2 separate regions of the Mus musculus genome follow, and region 2 is linked to region 1. The links are chromatin contacts, called in public capture Hi-C maps. All regions are on one chromosome and are shown on one strand. Each heading gives the region's core, a stretch centred on a gene start, on an enhancer-like site or on the middle of the called end of the contact. The rest is flanking DNA. Distances are from core to core; before and after follow the strand shown.

The links. Capture Hi-C pulls out chosen DNA fragments and counts their contacts.
Region 2: a capture Hi-C map of embryonic tail shows a contact between it and region 1, with 4 times the contacts expected there. The contact joins two enhancer-like sites. A contact is called at or near these places in 1 of 39 promoter capture datasets (embryonic stem cells), 2 of 15 datasets of contacts at CTCF or cohesin (embryonic stem cells and stem cell-derived epiblast-like cells), 16 of 484 Hi-C or Micro-C datasets (the Ba/F3 cell line, the HL-1 cell line, cerebellar granule neurons and 6 more), 8 of 115 datasets of contacts at active chromatin or transcription factors (embryonic basal ganglia, embryonic forebrain, embryonic hindbrain and 5 more) and 1 of 9 other capture datasets (embryonic tail).

Annotation. Positions count from the first base shown.
Region 1 is chr17:85,188,830-85,191,909 of GRCm38.p6, forward strand. All of the region lies in intron 3 of Camkmt (calmodulin-lysine N-methyltransferase), which reads left to right. Among named protein-coding and RNA genes, the nearest start is that of Gm36826, 32 kb to the left of the region's middle. Within about 2 kb of position 1,457, at least 23 of the 459 cell types and tissues checked have an H3K27ac peak or open chromatin away from gene starts, as enhancers often do. A contact at or near this core is called in embryonic tail, where this site is marked.
Region 2 is chr17:85,485,670-85,488,749 of GRCm38.p6, forward strand. No RefSeq gene overlaps it. Among named protein-coding and RNA genes, the nearest start is that of Six3os1, 130 kb to the right of the region's middle. Within about 2 kb of position 1,427, at least 45 of the 459 cell types and tissues checked have an H3K27ac peak or open chromatin away from gene starts, as enhancers often do. A contact at or near this core is called in embryonic tail, where this site is marked.

The DNA.
Region 1 (3,080 bases), core at 207-2,706:
TGTTTCTAACGGCACAACGGGCAGTATTCATTTCTGATACAGGCAGACTGAATGTCTGCTACCTGTTACAATGGTTTCTGCTTTGTTTATAATCTTTATTATGTTTTCTTTTGGAGATAGTGAAACCCTTTGTTTCTGTCCTTATTTATAACACTACATAGCTAACATTTAAAATGCTTTATATCTTTGACAATTACAAAACTGTTGGCTATTTTAGTAGACACAGGAGACAGTCAAAGGGAAGTGTCACTTGATGGTTACGATGAAAAGATAAAAGTGAACTCCTTTTCTTTTTAAAGAAAATTATGCCAGCATCTTCAACCCGTGTTGCTACTATTCAAGGTTTGAGTTTACGGTTCCATACAGTAAGTAAGTATATACTCTTGTTCTTAGGATGTGTAAAGTTACAAGAAACCTCATGAAAAGGCCAACTCTGTCATCACTATCCCAGAGGAATGAATTCTGGAAAAAAGGCGGTAGTTTGGGTAACTGGCATTTTGCACTTTCCTAAACCTTCCCCACCACCAGGCCCCGCCCCCGCACCCCCACTCCCGCTCCCGCCCCTTGCCGCGAGTCTCTGCAGAATACCTGTCTTTTCTGGTCTGGTTGGTGCAGAATGGCTGAGTGAGAGCAGATTAGCAATTTGAGCTAGACTTTGTGAGTCTGTTGTTTATCGTCATGAATTTTGCAGAGTTCAAGGAGGTGTTTTTTTTTTTTTTTTTAAATCCTCCCTATCACAAATCACCTAGCAGCTAGATTCAAGCGGAAGTTGGAGTTTATTTTACAAAACATGAAAAAGCTTTTAAACCAACGTCTTTGAGGTAAATCTGTAGCCAAAGTGAGGCCACCTGCTGTTTAGAAAAGTGCTTACACGCTCAGGACATTTCTGTCCCCAGTGGAGGAGCTCGCCGAGTAAAAGACTGCCATTGCAGATCCTGCCCGACAGGTGGCAGCAGTTCCCACAGTTTCAGAGCATAACAATAGCTGGCTCTGTGGCTCCAAGAATAAAGCTGTCATGAACTCATGGGATCTTTATACAGTAAGGGCTCTTCTTTGAAATGTGATACATGAGAAAATTACCATTAGTTTTTAGTTCCCCTTTTAAGGTTTAAGTAGCTTATCTTTTTTTTTCTTTTTGTAAGTTCCATTTTGTATTTGAAATCCTGCCCCCAAACAAGTGTTAACAGCCACTGCTTTTTTTTCTTTTCTTTTTTTTTTTTTTTTTTTTTTTTTTTGTGGTCTTGTATTATAAAGTCTGAGTCTTTGGGTTATCTAAGGGAAAGCTATGCTGCTAACTTCTGTCTCCCTTTTCTTCCCCCCTCCCCGTGCCCTAATTACAAGAATAATCCATTGTTAATTTTGACTGCTGCTGCGGTCTCCGAGAAGGAAATCCTAGCTGCTGTCTGTGCGAGCCTAATTTCCCTGTGCTCAGGAGTTGAGTGGTTAATGGTTTAACAGCGCCATTCACCTTCTAGGAGGCTTTGAACCAAATCGTAGCACCTCTGAGAGACTGATTTTGCAACTGTCTATAAAAAGAAGGGTTTTTGAATAATGCCTGGGGCAGCTTCTGATCCTCTGATAGCCGGCAGCAGCATACCTTTTGGTACACACAGACGCTTCCCCTGTCCGAAATGCCTTGTAGGTGTGGGGAGTGTGGGCTGCTTGTCCATTTTAATGGTAAAAGTGACTACCTAAAATGTATTCCCTGGTAATTGTCTTAATTCATAGAGGTACATTCTTAAGTGAACTCGTCTTTTTAATTCAAATCAAAATAGAATTAAGCCTACCTTCGAAAATGTTTTTTTTCCCAGAAATTCTGTAGCAACCACTGTCTTATTATTCAAATTAATCATCCAGAAACCTTAATGTGATAATTTATTCAAGTTAATATGAAAATCTGAGGATTTTATTTTTTTTAATTTAGAAAAGACTAGGCATTATTTATTTATCCATCTGTCTGCCTGTCCGTCCTCCAGCCATCTACCATGTAGAGATGGTAACAGTGGCCCGTTGTGTGCAGTTCATGAGCATCTTTGTGCATTTTGAAGGGAGTATCTCGAGCTGTTACTGTTTGGAGCTCATTGATTTTTTTTTTTTTTAATCTGTCACCTACATTTTTTTTTGAACTTTGCAGAATTATAGGTTCTTAGAGCGAATCTATTTCTATTAAGTAAGTATAGCATTGAACTATTTCAAATGAAAACATACATCTTCCTGAGCACTATCCACATCCACAGAAATGCATATGTTTAGTTCTGATAGATAAAGGGAATGTGGGATTTCATGTTGTAAAACATTGTTATTCCTTAAGAACAAGGTACATGCCTAAACTTGCCTATCATCTATAGACCGCAGCAGTTAGTCAACGCCTCAGAACAGCATAGGGTGATGTTCCAGTCAGAATCAGGCTCTACTGCCCTATCCACCCAGCGTGTATAAAAGGATGGTAATAAAAGCAAAGACGTTTCCTAAGAATCTCACATGCTCTAAACTGCTACATCTAAATAGTTATTAAGTAGCATTGTCTGCAACTTGAAAAATAGTGGTTTTTAAAGTAACTACTATGAGCAAGAGTATAAGTAAGTTTCTTTTTACTTGAATACTTTTCATGGTAAATATTGATAAAAATGTTTTTGAAGGAATAATGACAATTTAATAATATGAATTTTGGTCCTTGATGGATTTTGGCCAGGGTTGGGGGCGTATTTAAATAGCTAACCCCCAAGCCCGTCTTTGGAAGCTGGGCTCCCTAGGCTATCTGCAACCGTTCCTCTGTGCTTTAGAGATGTCCCACTCACCGGAGACCCAACATGCCGCAGCACAACCCCGTGGTTTCTTCTTTGTGGTGCTCTTTTAGAACATTATGTGAAAGTAATTTCAGTTCCTGTTAAACTGTGAGCATATTCAGGTAACCATCTTGTTCTAGCATGTAATTTTTAGAAGTATTTTTAGAAAAATGCTAAATGTCCTTTGGTGAGCCTACATGACTATTTAACAGCGATTCCCTAATGGCTAAGTTGATGTTTATCTTTGAAAGTAAAATCATTTTGATGAATGAAAGGCTTTTAATGAGTCTCATA
Region 2 (3,080 bases), core at 177-2,676, 300 kb after region 1:
AGACAGCCTTTGTCTAAACACTTCTTTTGCCCAGAATATCTTAATTTTCTATTTGAATGTTTAATAAGGTTTGGGGCGCTCCTTCTTTTTTAATTGCCATGGTGCAGGCGTTTGGGTGTTAATGTTTGGCTGGTGGCTGCCGGGCACCAGTCTTTGCTGGGCGTGGAAGGAAGGGCCAGCGTTCCCAGGTTTGACTCGAACAGCCTGTGCCAAACGGATGATATTACTTCTGGGAGCGGTGTACCCCCAAACCAGGGTTGTCTAGAGACGCTTGGTCTACGTGCAACACCCTTTGCTTCACCCTTTCCCCCCATCCCCAGCCCTGTTGATGCCCGCAGGCGTCCTGGGTCTCATCCCTGGCCCGGTGCCTGCTTTCTTTCTCTCCTGTCCTGGACCAGCTGTCAGGTACCAGGCCGGGCCTTGGCCAGACTGTACCCGCTGTCCCAGACCATCTTAGGGTATCCTTGTCCTGCTAGGGTTGGGCCCTGGCTCATTTCCGGCTGCTCCAGTGAGCCCACAGCTCTGCCTAATTAATTCTAGGAGGAGGCTCTCTGTGGCTCTCTTTCCCAACCGATAGCTGGAATTCCTAAAAATGTAAGTGGAGCTCGTACTGAAATTAGTTTTGAGAAGATCGTGGGCAAGCTAAATTCTTGTCGTTTCATGCGTAAACCTTCATGAAAAAATAACAACAAAACCCCAGAAATGTCTTATCCATATTTCAAGGCAGCCTGCTTTTCCGGGTGCCATATCCAGTCATCATGTTGACAAATTAATGGCAGAGAATTAGTTGTACATTAAAGATTTAAACGATATTATGCAGCACATTGTCATAAAATGATATAAAACAATAGGAAAATAAATGTAAATGAATTCAAGTTACTGACATGTAAAACACCAGACTGACATCTGTACACTTAACGCGGCGATCAGGCGCGGTGGCGGAGCCCCGGACGCCGGCGTCCCTCTGTGAAGACGCCCGCAGGGGCGCGCGGTCCAAGGTTGGGGAAGGATTGTTTGAGGGGGGGCCGCCGGCCGGGCACCCGGCGTGCTAAGGGTTAAGTGCGCCGATCGCGGCTCTCTCGACTCCCCTCCCCTGTGTCCTGATTTCCAGGCCCACCGAGCCAACCGAGAAAGTTTTCAATTCGACGAGGCTGGCGTGTTTCAGGGGCTGAGCTCCTTAGAAAGCTTCGGGGGGCCCCCCCAAGGGCCGACGTGCAAGGGCGGGGGCGACTTGCCCTGTCCTGGACACGCTAATTACAAGGATTCGGTTTCCCGGCTCTGAAGGAATGCATTACCTGCAGCAAAGCAGGCCGGGCCTCTCAGGAAGGCCCCAGAGGAAGCCGAAGGCCCCAGTGAATTCCAGCCCCATCCCTAGGTTTATACCCACAACCCCAGCCCACGCTGAGCGACTAATCGCTTGGCCATTGTCAGGGCTGTTGTCCAATCAGACCCTGAATAGCAAAACTTCACAATGCCGAGTATGAATTAGAGGGGAACAAATGTGGATGCAGACTTTTTTTGCAACAATACCTAACTGAGCCTTTCAGACAGGACAAGGGATGCACAAAAGCTCGACGGAAATTGGAGTAACTTTTGGAGGCCCTTGGAGCTCCCGTCAATAAGCGGCAGCTCCATAATGGCGGCCTGGACCTCCTCCATCAGCCTTCCCCCAACCTTTTTTTTTTTTTTTTTTTTTTTGGTGAGGTGGATCAATTGTTCGAGAGGTGGGGGAAAATTGTCATAAAAATTGGGCATTTTTGTTGTCCCTGTCTTGGAAACGGTGGCTCTCTGTTGAACGAGGCCAAGTGGGTTTCCCTCTCTTTCTCGCTTGCCCCCCCCCTTTTTTTTAAATGTGAATTGTAGATTTGGTCATTATTTAGCCTACGATAGTAAAGTCCTGACAATGTCGCCTCCCTCCTCTGTCCACCCCCAAAAGAACAGAATGGCTTCTTGAGCTATACAAATGTCAGGTCTCTGTTTTAAATTTTAGCCTTGTTTACCCAACAGATCAGAATTCATTACTGTGTAAAAGTGGTTCCATTTTCTGATCTTTTTATTCAAAATGTTGAGAGTATCAAAAAGCTCATTTGAAGGTCACAGGTTTCTGTATCTATTCTCTTAAGTGTTTTAGAAATTCATATGGACGACACAAAAGGTGGATAATGTGAAAACACACAGCTCATTGTTTATCCTAACCTTGCCACAGTTATTAGATAAATGAGTGTGGGGAGGAAAAGTGGCATTAAAAGCCATTGTGAACTGGGAATTTTTTTTTCCCCCTGAAGACTGTTAATTTTAGCCCTTGATCTGTAAAGGTCAATTTCTAATTCTTTTTACTGCGCAGTTTATATAACTTCTGCATTTCAAGTCTATAAAAAGCTTCTGCAGACTTTTCATAATGTAGGTAGCAATTTATTTCATTATGGTTTGAATTTTTTATGTAAGTCCTATGGACATTTTGATGAAATTATCAGGCTTAAAAGCTGTGGTGCTTTTCATTGGGGGGTGTGGGGGGCTTTTTCACCCCTCTGATCCATTCTTGCTGGATAATTTAAAATTAGTAAGATTAATCAGTGCAGTGATTTAAAAGACCATACTTCGGGCTGAACAAGGTCTGAAGCAAAAGTATTTTATTTTATTTTTTTTATTAGTAAATGATTTAAAAGGTCTTTTCAACTAGTTATCTGAAGCTGATATTTAACTGTTCCTTATTCCACTAATTTCTATCTTTTGTTAAAAGAACTTCCCAGCCTAAATCTCCTCGCTCTGTCCCATGCTAATTGCAGCTTACATTATATAAATGGCTTTGTAAAGAAAACTATAACTCCAAGCCTTGAAAGTTGGGTGTTTCTATTTGCTCAAACCTGATACACTTGTTTGAAGAGGGTCATTGCAGGGAGAGCTGTGTAGCCTGTAAGAATGTCCTGGATAACAAGCTTAAACAGAACCTTTTGTTGTGCCTACTATTCTCAGGACTCCAAAATGAGGCCTTCTTTTTCTAACTGTGGGCTGAAGTGGTTCATTACTGCTGTTTCTGCGCCGGGCCAGGGCTCAGCCATTCCCACTACTGAAGGTCTGTA